2 separate regions of the Oryctolagus cuniculus genome follow, and region 1 is linked to region 2. The links are chromatin contacts, called in public Hi-C maps. All regions are on one chromosome and are shown on one strand. The core of a region is the stretch at or near the end of the contact, and the rest is flanking DNA. Distances in the headings are between cores, read along the strand shown.

Region 1 (6,619 bases), core at 2,523-5,022, 130 kb before region 2:
GGCTTCCAAGGGAGGGGATGCTCAGGCTGAGATCTGAGGCTCAGTTAGAGTTAGGTCAGAAGGAGATGCACCTGCCACTTTCTGGAAGCAGGAGACAGCACTGCATGTCACGGAGGATGCTGGGGGCCGTGATGTCAGCAGGGGGGAGTGTGAGGAGTCAGACAGGTTCATGGGCAGTCAGGTTGGTCCCAGCTGAAATTTAGGGTGCAAAATGTTTGCTTTCCCCAAAAGTCACCTTTAGCAAGGTCAAAAGTGCCTGCCCTATTTCTTAGGAATTTCCAATTTTACCATGAGGATAGCAAGGGAGTAGCGATTCCACCCTTCTGAGCTCCCAGTTTATGGTAAAACAAGTCACCTAACCTACCCCTCGGCTGCAAATCCAGTCTTTTGATGGATTTTTGTCCTTGCCCTGAAACTGAATATCAACCTGTTCCTCAAGTTTTTATTTCTTCCCCAAAATTGTGCTTAAAAACTCCTGTACCACCAGCCCCTTCAGGTTTCTTCCCAAGCCACTCTGGCTGAAGGTCTCTGACTTGAAATAAATCTTGCTTTTAAATCTTTAATCTGGGGCCAGCGCTGTGGCGCAGCAGGTTGGCGCCCTGGCCTGAAGTGCTGGCACCCCATATGGGCACCTGTTCAAGTCCCAGCTGCTCCACTTCCAATCCAGCTCCCTGCTGTGGCCTGGGAAACTAGTAGAGGATGTCCCAGGCCCTTGGGCCCCTGAACCCACGTGGGAGACCTGGAAAAAGCTCCTGGCTCCTGGCTTTGGATCGGTGCAGCTACAGCCATTGTGGTCAATTGGGGAGTGAACCATCGGATGGAAGACCTCTCTCTCTCTCTCTGCCTCTCCTCACTCTGTGTAACTCTGCCTTTCAAATAGGTGGATAAATCTTTTAAAAAAATCTATAATCTTTCTCTTTGCCTTGTCCACTTGGAAATTCTTCTTCCACGTGAGACAAAGCACCGAGGTGATCTTTGACCTGTGGTGGTAAGACAGCCGTGAGGCTGAGGCTGGAGAGGCAGATGAAGAATTTTTCCGACTTCTCACCACTGCATTCACAGGACAGTTAGAGGCCGTGTGAAGGTTCAAGCAGAAGCGGCAGCAGAAGAGTGTATTTTTCAGCGCTGCAAATGAGAAAGATCTCTCCGGCTGTTGGGTGGGATGAATTGAAGAATAAAATGATGGGGGCCCAGAGATGAATAAGAACTTGCCCAAGGAGAACTGATGAGAAATACTAGGCCCTGTATTCGCAGGGGTAGGAGAAACCAAAGAAGCAGAAATAGCCAAGAATCACGCATGGGGGCCAGCCAAGAGGGCTTTTTGATTTCTGGCTGTCTGTAGGATGAAGGAGAGCAAGCGAAGGTGACTCCCAGTGAAATCAGGGACCTTTACTCAAAATTTCAAGTGTTCTTCCCATATATAAGAATTCTAAATACCAGCTGCTTATTTTTTTTTAAAGATTTTATTTATTTATTTGAGAGGTAGAGTTATAGACAGTGAGAGGGAGAGACAGAGAGAAAGGTCTTCCTTCCGTTGGTTCACTCCCCAAATGGCTGCAATAGCCAGAGCTGCGCTGATCTGAAGCCAGGAGCTTCTTTGGGTCTCCCATGTGGGTGCAGGGGCCCAAGCACTTGGACCATCCTACACTGCTTTCCCAGGCCATAGCAGAGAGCTGGATGGGAAGTGGAGCAGCCAGGACTTGAACCGGCACCCATATGGGATGCTGGTGCTGCAGGCAGAGGATTAACCTACTGCACCATGGTGCTGGCCCAATATCAACTGCTTATAAATGAAACAGGCAGCATGGTACAGTTTTTAGCATTTACTCAATGAGAGAAATATGCAGGAAAGTGAGGGCTTTATTTAGGGGAGAAAGAAGTCTAGAAGCTAAGTTGGGTCCATACCAGGCAGAGAGTAGGTAGGGAGCCAGGTGGAACAAGTGTGCAGTCAGGAGCAGCCACAGGTAGTGTGGTGCGTGCAGGAAAGGAGAGGGTGGGCGGCCAGAAGGCCGTGGGCCTGGAGGTGCAGGACAACAAGGGAAGGGCCCCCTGCGCTCCAGGCCTTTCATTCACTTCCAAAGGGGAGTGGTTTCCTAGTCTGATTGGCAAGTGGGTGTACAGGTGAGGTCAGCTAGGGGTGTGAGATCATGAGAGGGGGAGGGGGCAGGGCAAAGGCGTGGTCTCCAGTTCACAAATCTAATCGATTTAATCCTATCTGCCTGCTTCTATCACCAGTGGTCTGATGCCATGGGCAGCGGCCACTCAGAAGAAACAGAAATGTTGAAGATGAAGTGGGTTACACTCAGTTTGAAGTGACCAGGAAGAATGGCCGGACTGACCACGGGATATGTGGACTTGGCTTTCTGTGCAGAGGAAAAGATCTGAGATCCTGGGGACAGCTACTGGAGTCACAGGAGTCCTGAGATACCCTGGGGCGTGTACAGTCATGTGCTGGAATGTGTTATTGTTACAAATATTCATCGCTCCTCTCTGGGGAAGGGTTAGATCTTATACCCTGATGAGGTCTGGCTTGGCCATACGGTTTGTTTTGACCAGTGAACTGAGTGAAGATGACGTGTGTCAGTGCCCTCTGAGCGGAAGCTTTGGGGCTCACGGTTCTCCATGGCCTCTTTCTCCCTTGCTATGACAAACATCAAAGTGCCAGTGACACAGAGAGAAGTTGCTCAGTTAACTGGGCTGTGAGAAGTCCTGAGATTTTGGGGTCTTTTGTTACTATTGAAAACCAAGCCTCCTCTGATGGACCCTGGGTACAGGTGGGAAGAGAAGCAGACCTGAGACAGCCCCCTGAGAAAAAGCAACATTTCAGGGTCAGCAGATAACACGCAGCTCATGAGTGAAGCCCCCTCCTCCCCTTTCTCTAGTGCACAGAAACCTCTGCAGATTAGCCTTGGTCAGACTCCCCTCTGCTGGCCAAGCCAGGTGTCCATCCTACCAAAAGCCAACCTTTCTTTTCACTTTCTGCTCACTCTTCTTCCTATTCTGTCTGAATCATCAACCTGCAGGCCTGGGGGCACAAAGGGGACAGAGGGCAGCAGAAGTGACACGCTTCCTCCCCCACCCTCCAACTGCCCCTGGCCTGGCCTGGGTCTCACCACTCCCCTGACTCCCTCCAGTTTCCAGCCCCTCTCTTGAATTCATTTCTGGCTCACTATCTTCTTAGTCTTGACCCCAGTGTGGCCCTGGTTGTCTGGGCAGCCTGGTGTCCATTTGCCCCTGGCACAGCCTGTGGGACACCCTGCCCCCGGGCAGCTCACGCCCGTGGTGACTCACCCTGAGCTTTGGGTCTGGCTCCTGGGCATGTCCCCAGACTGTCAGCTGTCTGGCCAGCCAACCTTTCCAGATTCCAGTAAGTCTGGTTCCACTTCTGACCCCACTCTACCCCTCAGCCTCAGCTTGCAGATTGTAGCACACTGGATGGCGGTGGCCAACACTCATCCACGCGCTGTGTCCCGTCTACCCACAGGGAGAACATACTGTTCACCCAGACCAGAGTGACACGTGCGTCTTCATCGGTGCCAAATGTATGCAGCACAGATGAGTTCTGCTCACCTTCACAGGCCCCTGGGGACTCCACCCTCCAGCCTTCTGAGACGCTCTTCTCCTTCCACTGTATCACTCTTTTTCTCCACAATAAGAAGACTACACCACTTTCCTGGGTTTGGGTCCAGCCTAAGCGAGAGGGCTGTCAGTTCTCCCAGGCAGAGCCACTAGGTCAGGCATGGGTAACCCAGTCTACCCGTGAGGATTAGCCCTGAAGGGAGGCCAGAATTCTGAATCGTACATCTCTTTTCTTATGTTGACTCCAGTTCAGCGTTTTGTACATATTGTTCACAGCGGTAGCTAACACTTGCTGGACTCCTGTTAGATGGCAGGCAGTGTGCTCAACATTGACGAGGGGTCTTCAGAAAGTTCTCGGAAAAATGCCTATCAGGAAGAACTATGCATGGACTGCAAACATTTTTGAACCAAAAATTGTTCCATTTTCCACAACTTCAAAAAAATTTTAATCCATTTTTTGAGACAAACAGAGAGAGAGAGAGAGAGAGAGAGAGAGAGAGAGAGAGAGAGAAATACAGAGAGCTCCTGTCCAACTGGTTCACTCCCCAAATGCCTGGCTGGGGCTGAGCCAGGGCCAAGGCCAGGAGCTGGGAGCCCAGTCCAGGTCTCTCTCATGGGTGCCAGGGACCCAATTACTTGAGCCGTCACTTACTGTCTCCCAGAGTCTTCGCTGTCAGGAAGCTAAAATCAGGAGCCAGGTGAGACATGAACCCAGGCATTGCAGTCCAGGACGCCGGGCATCCTAGCCAGCGCACTAACTGCGAGGCCGAACACTAGCCCGCCAACTTTGGATGCACCCTCGTATGTTCTGGATTTTGTTTCTTCCAACTGTTTGAGTAGTATTATTTCCTCCATTTCCAAATGTGTTTAAAATTACATTTTATGGGGACGTCACTTGGCAATTGCTCTGTGAGGGGAGAGAGCAGGAGTTCTGGGCTTCAGTCCCTGCTTTGTCCTGCCCAGCACATACCTTCCCTGAGCCGAAGTCGCTTATCTGTAGAACGAGGGAGTTTGACTTGATGCTGGGCAGGGTCACCCTTGCTCTGAAATGCCACAATCCAAAAGAAATGAAGTGGCAACCGGAATCTCTCTTAAAGCAATCCCTGTGTTATTATTTGAATTTGGAAAAATGCTTGCACATACAAGGCAGCATCACTTGCACTTTTGAATTTCTAGAGCCTTTTTCTATCCCGAAAGCCTTGCAAAATTGTGTTCTCCGAGTATTCGTGAGGAAAAACAGCTGATTTCATATGCCCTCCAGTCGATGAACGCACTCAGAGCAATTATAAAACATTCGTGGTGATTCTTAGTTTTCCACAAAAACTAGCAGCTCTTTGGGGTCAGGGCTGTGGCGCAGCAAGTTAAAGCCCCGGCTTGCAGTGCTGGCATCCCATATAGGCGCTGGTTCGCATCCCAGATGCTCTACTTCTGATTCAGTTCTCTGCTATGGGCTGGGGAATCACTGGAAGATGGCCCAGGTCATTGGGCCCCTGCACCCACGTGGGAGAACTGGAAAAAACTCCTGGCTCCTGGCTTTTGATCAGCTTAGTTTTGGCCATAGCAGTCATTCGGGGAGTGAACCAGCGGATGGAAGACCTCTCTCTCTCTCTCTCCCTCTCTCTCTCTCTGGCTCTGGCTCTACCTCTCTCTATAACTCTGCCTTTCAAATAAATAAAATAAATCTTTAAAAAAGAAACAAGACACTCAGAAATGTGTAAAGTTGTATATTCTAAGGTCAGTGGGCTAAGCAGTGCACCATGACAGGCGTCGGTTATAGAGAACAGGTCAAAGCTACCTATGGAAAGATCTCGCAGAAGGGGTTCAGTCTGGACCCCTCCTTCAGAAGTGGCTTGGGGTTGGGCATCAGCGATCTCACTGACGCTGCAGGTGCTCATCCTGGTAAAAGCCCACAGGGTCATCTTTGTCACTAGGGAAAAACAATGGCAAAGGAGTTCAGGGTTCTCTCAGATGATTCTAAATTTGCCAGTTAACATCCTACTGACCCGAGTTGCTGGGGGGAAATATAGATCAGATACACAACAGAAGGGTTTCAGATCTAATTCATTATTTTAAAATTTATTTCTTGGTTCTGCTCAACTATTATCCTCAGGGCAAAGTAAATTCAATTTGAGGCACCCGAGTAAATAAAAATTGTCTTACACTAAAGGGTAAATTTGCAGAATGTCTTGTGTGAATGAATTTAGGGGAAGGAGGAGAGCAGTGGAGAAGGGGTGAGGGGAAAATGAGGGCACTGATCCTTTACTCAGGGGAACTTTTGGGACAACTGGAAATAAAATACACAGGTAAATGCTGAATGCATAAAGTAGGTATAAAAGAAATTATAAGAATCCTCAATATTCTTATTTCAACTCAGTATCAAAAAGTGTCTTAATTCACTTTTTCTCTATATGACTGGGATAGTATTCAAAATATAATTAAATTTTTTCTGGCTTTACAAAAGTAAGTTTTTATCTCTGAAAAAAATTTTAGGGGCTGTTGTTATGGCGCAATGGATTAATGCCCTGGCCGGAAGCACCAGCATCCCATATGGGCGCTGGTTCTAGTCCCGGCTGCTCCTCTTCTGATCCAGCCCTCTGCTATGGTCTGGGATAGCAATAAAAGATGGTTCAAGACCCTGGGCCCCTGCACCCATGTGGGAGACCTGGAAGAAGCTCCTGGCTCCTGGCTTTGGATCGGTGCAGCTCTAGCTGTTGCGGCCATCTGGGGAGTGAACCAGCTGATGGAAGACCTTTCTCTCTGTCTCTACCTCTCTCTGTAACTGTGTCTTTCAAAAAAAAATAAATCTTTAAAAAAATTTTTATTATAAAGATTTATTTATTTATTTATTTGAAAGGCAGAGTGACACAGAGAGAAAGAGACAGAGAGAAAGAGACAGATCTTCTATCTGCTGGTTCACTCTCCAAATATCTGCAACAACTGGGGCTGGGCCAGGCTGAAACCAGGAGCCTGGAAGTCATCCCAGGTCTCCCATGTGGGTGGCAGGAACCCGAGTATTCAAGACATCACCTGTTGCCTCCCA
Region 2 (6,980 bases), core at 4,134-6,633:
GTATTTGTTATGCATATATGCATTTTCATCTGAAATCCATCTCCTTAATTTCTAGCTACATGATTTAAATCTCCATATTTTCTCACATCCTGAGCAGAGTATCTGCACCATGTTTAATTCTTTTTTAAAGATTTATTTCTTTATTTGAAAGGCAGAGAGAGAGAGAGAGAGAGATCCTCCATCTGATGGTTCACTCCCCAAATGGCTGCAACAGCCAGAGCTGTGCTGATCTGAAGCCAGAAACCAGAAGCTTCTTCTGGGTCTCCCACCTGGGTGCAGGAGCCCAAGGACTTGGGCCATCTTCTGCTGCATTCCCAAGCCATAGCAGAGAGCTGGATCAGAAGTGGAGCAGCCGGGACTTGAACTGGTGCCCATATGGGATGCTGGCTCTGTAGGTGGCGGCTTTATCTGCTAGGCCATGGCATGCCCCCCCCCCTTAATTCTTTAGTGCCTCAGTTTCCTCATTTGTAGTAGGAGGGAAGGGTGGGACAAAATAGATTTTAAGTCTCCTTTAGCCCTTTCTATGCACTCATTAGTTTTTTTAAAATTACTTGTTTATTTATTTTGAAAGGCAGAGAGGCCGGCGTCGTGGCTCACTAGGCTAATCCTCCGCCTTGTGGTGCCGGCACACCGGGTTCTAGTCCCGGTTGGGGCACCGGATTCTGTCCCAGTTGCCCCTCTTCCAGGCCAGCTCTCTGCTATGGCCCGGGAGTGCAGTGGAGGATGGCCCAAGTGCTTGGGCCCTGCACCCCATGGGAGACCAGGAGAAGCACCTGGCTCCTGGCTTCAGATCGGCGCGGTGTGCCGGCCGCGGCGGCCATTGGAGGGTGAACCAACAGCAAAGGAAGACCTTTCTCTCTGTCTCTCTCTCTCTCACTATCCACTCTGCCTGTCAAAAAAAAAAAAAAAAAAAAAAAAAAAAAAAAAAAAAGGCAGAGAGAAAGAGAAAGAGACATACCCATAGGGAGGTAGAGACAGAAAGAAAGAGGGAGAGGGAGCCCCCATCTTGTTCACACCCCCAAACACCTGCAATAGATGGGGTTGACCCAGGCTGAAGGCTGGAGGCTAGAACTCAATCCAGGTCTCCCGCATGGTGGCAGGGACCCAGCTGCTTGATCCCTTCCAAAGTGCACATGAACAGGAAGCTGGGGTCAGGACTGGAGCTGAGACTTGCAGCCAAGCGTCCTGATAGGGGAAGAGGGTGTCCCAAGCAGTGTTTCAGTCATCATGGTGCCAAATGCCTGCTCGCAGATGGTTTTCTGAAGTCAGAAACCTCAGCTTCTCAGAGGAGAGTTTGAAGGTTTGAACTATCTCCATTAGCCTCCTACAGTGATGCACTTCTCTGCCTGTACAATGAACAATATTGGGTTGAAACATCATTCTCAGGAGTTTTTTAAAAAATGCTGGGAGTTGGGGTAGAGGACAAATGAATGCTAAAAAATATTACTGAGGCTGGTGCTGTGGCGTAGCGGGTAAAGCTGCCGCCTGCAGTGCCAGCATCCCATATGGGTGCTGGTCCGAGTCCTGGCTGCTCCATTTCCCATCCAGCTCTCTGCTATGGCCTGGGAAAGCAGTAGAAGATGACACAGGTCCTTGGGCCCCTACATCCACATGGGAAGCCCCGGAAGAAGCTCCTGGCTCCTGGCTTCGGACTGGCCCAGCCCCAGCCACTGCAGCCATTTGGGGAGTGAACCAGTGGATCTTCCTCTCTCTGTCTTCCTGTCTCTCTGTAACTCTGACTTTCAAATAAGTGAATAAATTTCTACTTTAAAAAGAGATTTAAAAATATTGTTAAGCAGAGAGCAGTATGGAGGAAAATTAACTTGAATCAGCATCTTACTAAATACCAGAAGGATCCAAGATTTAAATAGTCATTAACAATCTATTAAAGAAAAAACTTTTGAAAAAAGTCTTTTAAATTTTTTCTCAGTAACAGAAATGTCTTTCAAAGACATTAAGTAGAGTAGGCTATGACCAGATATAGTGCATATGATCAAATACGTCAAGTCAGACTAAAATGTGTATATATGCAATGAACTACACATTGAGAGAAATAAAGAAAATAAAGGAAAAAATGTAATAGCAACATCTGATAAAAGTTAACTATTCAAACCTAGAAGGCACAGGAATATAAGAATCAACAGGTCAAATTTATTCAGTAGGCAATTAAGAGTGACCCACGTTGTCTCATGGAAAAAGGGTCTATGAACCAATAGAAAAACACAATATGAAATTAGGCGGCCCACTTAATAGAAATAGATTACATGGTCACAATGGGAAAAGTATGAGTTCCCATTGTAGGAAGCTTAGATCTTTCTGGAGAGTTTTTACAGTATGTAGGAGTCTCTATAAAAAGTCTTCATACTCTTTAATCCGGTAATTCTATTTTGAAGACATACCCTAAAGAAACAAACTCAAAAGAAACAGCATCAGTTGCAGCAGCACAAATATAACTGCTCCATTTATAGTACTAGATAAATAAATAAAAGGGAAAATTTTCCAATGAAAGGACAAAGTTTGTCACACAATTTATCTATGGACCCACACAACACACACATACATTTCGATACACTCCCTAGGCTGAAAACACACATTGGCATACGTGTAGATACTGTCATTGTTTCAGTGGAGACTCCTTCAAGGTGGAACCAAGAAGCACAGGGAGCAGTCGTGTGCCGAGTGCAGCCGCAGTCGTTCATGCACTGACCGTTTTCAGTTGAGTTTGTCTCTTGGTCTCTGTTTCCTCTGCGAAGCAGGGGGTTGAGTTGTTGGTGGCAAGTTCTTGGGAAGGAGCAGGGCAGGAGATGGTGGAGAGGAAACTTGAGGAGAAAGCCTGGGACTTGAAGTAGCCTTTAGAAGGCGGGATAGGCAGCCAAGTATTCCTGGAAGGACTGTGGCTAAGGTTGCATGGTTGAGTTTCTGAATTTGTTCCAGCCTGTAGGGTGTGATATTTTTCCTTCTGGCCTTTGTCCAAAGCCAGGCTTTGGGAACAAGGAAGGGGGTGCAGAGTGAATGAGAAAGGCTGAAATTTGCGGTCAGGTGGAAAGAATGACCAAGGATCAAGTGGGCTGAAGGATTGGTAACTGTGAGTCATTGGGTTGAAGTAACAGAAGTGAACCATTAAGTTAAACAATGAATAGCTCAGGCATCAAGGGGAACACTGAAGGCCGAGGCTTAGAATCAAGGGCGATCAGAAGCACCACAGGCATGGCCAACCAGTCGGGACTCCCTGCGCACGGCTGCCGGTGCTGAGAAGCCGGCCCACCGCCACCTCTGGGCCCACCTTGTCTGGATGCTACAGCTACGAATGCATCCCAAGCTGTTCCTTTGTCCCTGGTGGGCAAGAGCTGAGGCCTCAGGCAGGAGCCTCCATGAGCCTTGTTCGTGCGCCTAATCTCTGCTTTCTGTGCACCTTACACTGAAAAGTCTCAGCTTTGGGACTTCTAACACCATTCATTCTGTTGACCTTCTGGTCCTGGGCATGGAAATGACTATTTTTTTTTTAAATCAATTTATTTATTTGAGAGGCACAGATAGAGAGAGGGAGAGACAATGCCGTTCACTCCCCAGATGGCCGCAATGGCCGGAGCTGGGCCAATCCGAAGCCTGGATCTGGGAGCTTCTTCCAGGTCTCCCATGTGGGTGCAGGGAACCAAGCACTTGGGCCCTCTTCGACTGCTTTCTCGGGTGCATTAGCAGGGAGCTGGATTGCAAGAGCAGCAGCTGGGACTCAAATCGGCACCCATATGGGATGCCAGAGCCACAGACGGAGGCTTAACCTACTAAGTCATAGTGCTGGCCCCTCTATAACTTTCTTTTATTCAATTATCATTGATTGAAAGACCTAGAGTGTTTTCTGTTCTTCTGACTGAATCCTAATTGAAAGTAAAAATGAATATTGTGGAATTTGCTTGACCTTCCTCTGAATTCCAAGGTCGTCAGATTCAGAAAAAGCATCCTGTTGCCGAGAACTCCTGGGTCCCACTGGGGAGTTATGATCTGGAGCAGCGAGGGTCCCTCCGTACTCCCTGTCCATCCTCTTTCTTCCTAGACACCCAGGTAGACCCCATTTCCCACACATGCAAAGGGTTGCTAGTGAATGGAATACAGATGGAATTTGTGTCTGGCATTTCCAGACCTGAACCACAAGACTCTTCCTTCTCTCTCTCTTTTTTCTGCCGCGTGGACTTCAACACTCAGGTGCACCCTGGACGTACATGTTTGGGTCAGAGCCTCTCTCCACCTGGGCCCTTGACTGCCCAAGGGGAGCAGGCTCTCCTCACATCCAACTCTGCTAGTTGGACTTCATGAGTGCAAGAGAAACTTCTGTCTGGGAAGTCACTGGACTTGGGTTTATCTGTTATAGTGTCCAGGGGGCACCTTCACCAATATATCATCTGCAAAGACTTAAGTTAGGAAGCAAGTGGCTAAGAAGGGAGGTGGTTGGGCTTGGAGTCTCTGCTGACTCTGCTGCTTACTATTTATATGAATGTGAGTGAGTCACGCAATTTCTCTAAGTCTCAGTTCCCTCTGCTGTAAAAAATATGGAAAATAATGTTATTCTGTGGTGACATAATAAGGAATTACTGCACACAATTCTACATATGCATCTATATACATAATACAATATATAACTGCTATGCTATGCTATCCTATATGTAATTAATGAAAACTCAGTAACCATTAGCCATTTTTGATTTTAGCCAACTAGAAAGGAGATGAAAGCTTGCTCTGTGTGCTATTTTAAGTAGGTAATGCCTTACATAACCTTGAGGTTTACCAATGTAAGTTGAGTAAACTACTATTTTTAACTGAATGGAGCTTGTTTGCATAGTCAATCACATGGCCATTGAACTTTCTTCCAGGGGTTGTCATCAGATTTTCCCACTGCAGTTGCTGGAACATGATGTAGCTGGGTCCACGTCACTTTCCTAGGGGAACTTCAAGTGCAACTGAAAGGCGAATAGGAACAGGACACCGTAAACCACAGCCTCACCTGACCTCCCCACTTAGCACTGGCGATGCCTTCCTTCTCACCCTATTGCATGGGTGACAATGCAGGACATTTTCCTTGCTGCCTGGCTTGCCTCCTTGAATCACGTGCAGGAAATGAATGAAAGAAAAGTTAATGAAATTTAATGAGGGGACTGTTTACAGGTCAGGTTGAGGACAACCAAGGTGGGTGGGACAAAGCACTTGCAGGCTACACTGTGGGGAGCATTTATCAGCTCTGGGCTTGGAGGAGGTGAGAGCAAGGAACGGTGCCTGGAATCGGGCTGACAGCTCTGGGAAGAGGCTGCACAGCCATGGTCCAGCTTCAATATGTAGAGAAGGAGTCAGGGCAATCAAAGTGTCCACCTTCTCTCCTCCCACCCCCTCCTGCTGGGACTCCCATGGACTGAGCCCAGCTGAAGCCAGAAGACGAGGGAGTCCACTTGATGCCCTCCATGAAGTCCATAAGTCAGCCTCCAGGGGCCACAGGGCAATGTGGAGAAGAGTGGAGAGTGGATCTTGAAGGGCAAAGGAGAGTGTTCCAGACTTTGCCCCTGCGGGACTGTGAGCTTCCTACAAGCTGAGTCCCATTCTTCTTGCCTCTGTATTCTCAGTGCTCGGCAAAGGATACTTAGTGGACACTAGTTGAACAAATGAGTGTGGAGAACAAAGATGTGGAAATTGGAAAGAAAATGTGTGACATCCTGCTGTTCTTAATTTGTGCTGGGGTTGGTGCAGCTTCCTCCCTGGAATGAGGGCTCTGATTGGCTTGCGGCAGTCAGAGCTCTGGGAGCCCATTGCTTCCATCTCTGAGATGCGGCATTCCTCACACAGTGGCAACTGCTCATCTCCTGTGAGATCATTCCGAACCCGTGACCAGTGTCCTGCACAGAGGTCAGCCTCTCCAGGCTGTACGGCTGTTTCTGGAGCCCTTGCACAAGCCAAAGGTTTCCAAGCTGATGTCCAACTGCCTGCTGCCACTTCTTTTAGATTCCCTTACCTTTTCCTTGATATCTTTTAACCTAAACTAAACTTTGGCTGATATTCTTCCTTTGTTTCTTAACTGTAGGTCCAGCTCTATCAGTCGCTACAGATTTGTCAGCCAGTGGATTAGGAACTATTAATCAATAACGGCAAAAGTAGGGCACACAGAAGAGCAATATGTATTTCAGAACATTTCAGCTCAGGACTGGCTAGCAGCTCTCTCTGGTCCTGGTCAGGATGTGCTGCAGAATCTGTCATATTTCCCTCCTTACCAGTGTCCTACTCCTAATGATGACAGTTTTCTCCCCGCTTTGTGGTTCAGGAAAATATTTTAGAGATGAATGGTATATAAAAAATCAACACCGTTCAGGGCTGCAGTAAATATAATACACAATTACAATTTTTTGAAAGATATAAAAACTCACATCATATTAATGGTGGATATAGTCTTATTATGAAACTTTACTTTTTTCTTAAAGAAACATCATTTCCATCATAAGATTTAATTGTGGTTTATAGCCCTCATCTATAATCCTGTAGAACTGTGGTCTTTCTACTTCCTACCTGTTGAATTTATTATATAGTGGAGGATTATGCATGTGTTTATGAATTGAAAATATATTATTCCAAAAATTTAAGAAAAAAGAAAGGAAGGAAGGAGGAGGGAGGGTTGGAGGGAAGCAACATTGTGTGCTTAAAATGCTATGTATGAAATATATTCTCTGTATATAAATAAAAAATAAAATTTAAAAAGAAACACCATTTCCATGTATTTTTTAAAAAAGATGTATTTTACTTATTTATATTGGAATTACAGAGAGAGGGAGAGAAAGATTGATCTTGCATTTGCTGGTTCACTCCCCAAATGGCTGCAATGGCCAGGACTGACACTGAGCAGGCCAAAGCCAGGAGCTTCTTCCAGGTGTCCCATGTGAGTGACAGGGCCCAAGCACTTGGGCCATCCTCCTCTTCTTTCCCAAGAATATTAGCAGGAAGCTGGATCA

Evidence for each region. A called contact is a pair of places that touch in the nucleus more often than the background predicts.
Region 1: a Hi-C map of psoas muscle shows a contact between it and region 2, with 3 times the contacts expected there. The contact joins two enhancer-like sites. A contact is called at or near these places in 2 of 6 Hi-C or Micro-C datasets (psoas muscle and an unstated tissue).

The regions. Positions count from the first base shown.
Region 1 is chr2:31,989,699-31,996,317 of mOryCun1.1, reverse strand. The region is part of intron 2 of TBC1D1 (TBC1 domain family member 1); the gene reads right to left. Among named protein-coding and RNA genes, the nearest start is that of TBC1D1, 44 kb to the right of the region's middle. Within about 2 kb of position 3,772, at least 2 of the 8 cell types and tissues checked have an H3K27ac peak or open chromatin away from gene starts, as enhancers often do.
Region 2 is chr2:31,861,819-31,868,798 of mOryCun1.1, reverse strand. No RefSeq gene overlaps it. Among named protein-coding and RNA genes, the nearest start is that of PGM2, 18 kb to the left of the region's middle. Within about 2 kb of position 5,383, at least 2 of the 8 cell types and tissues checked have an H3K27ac peak or open chromatin away from gene starts, as enhancers often do.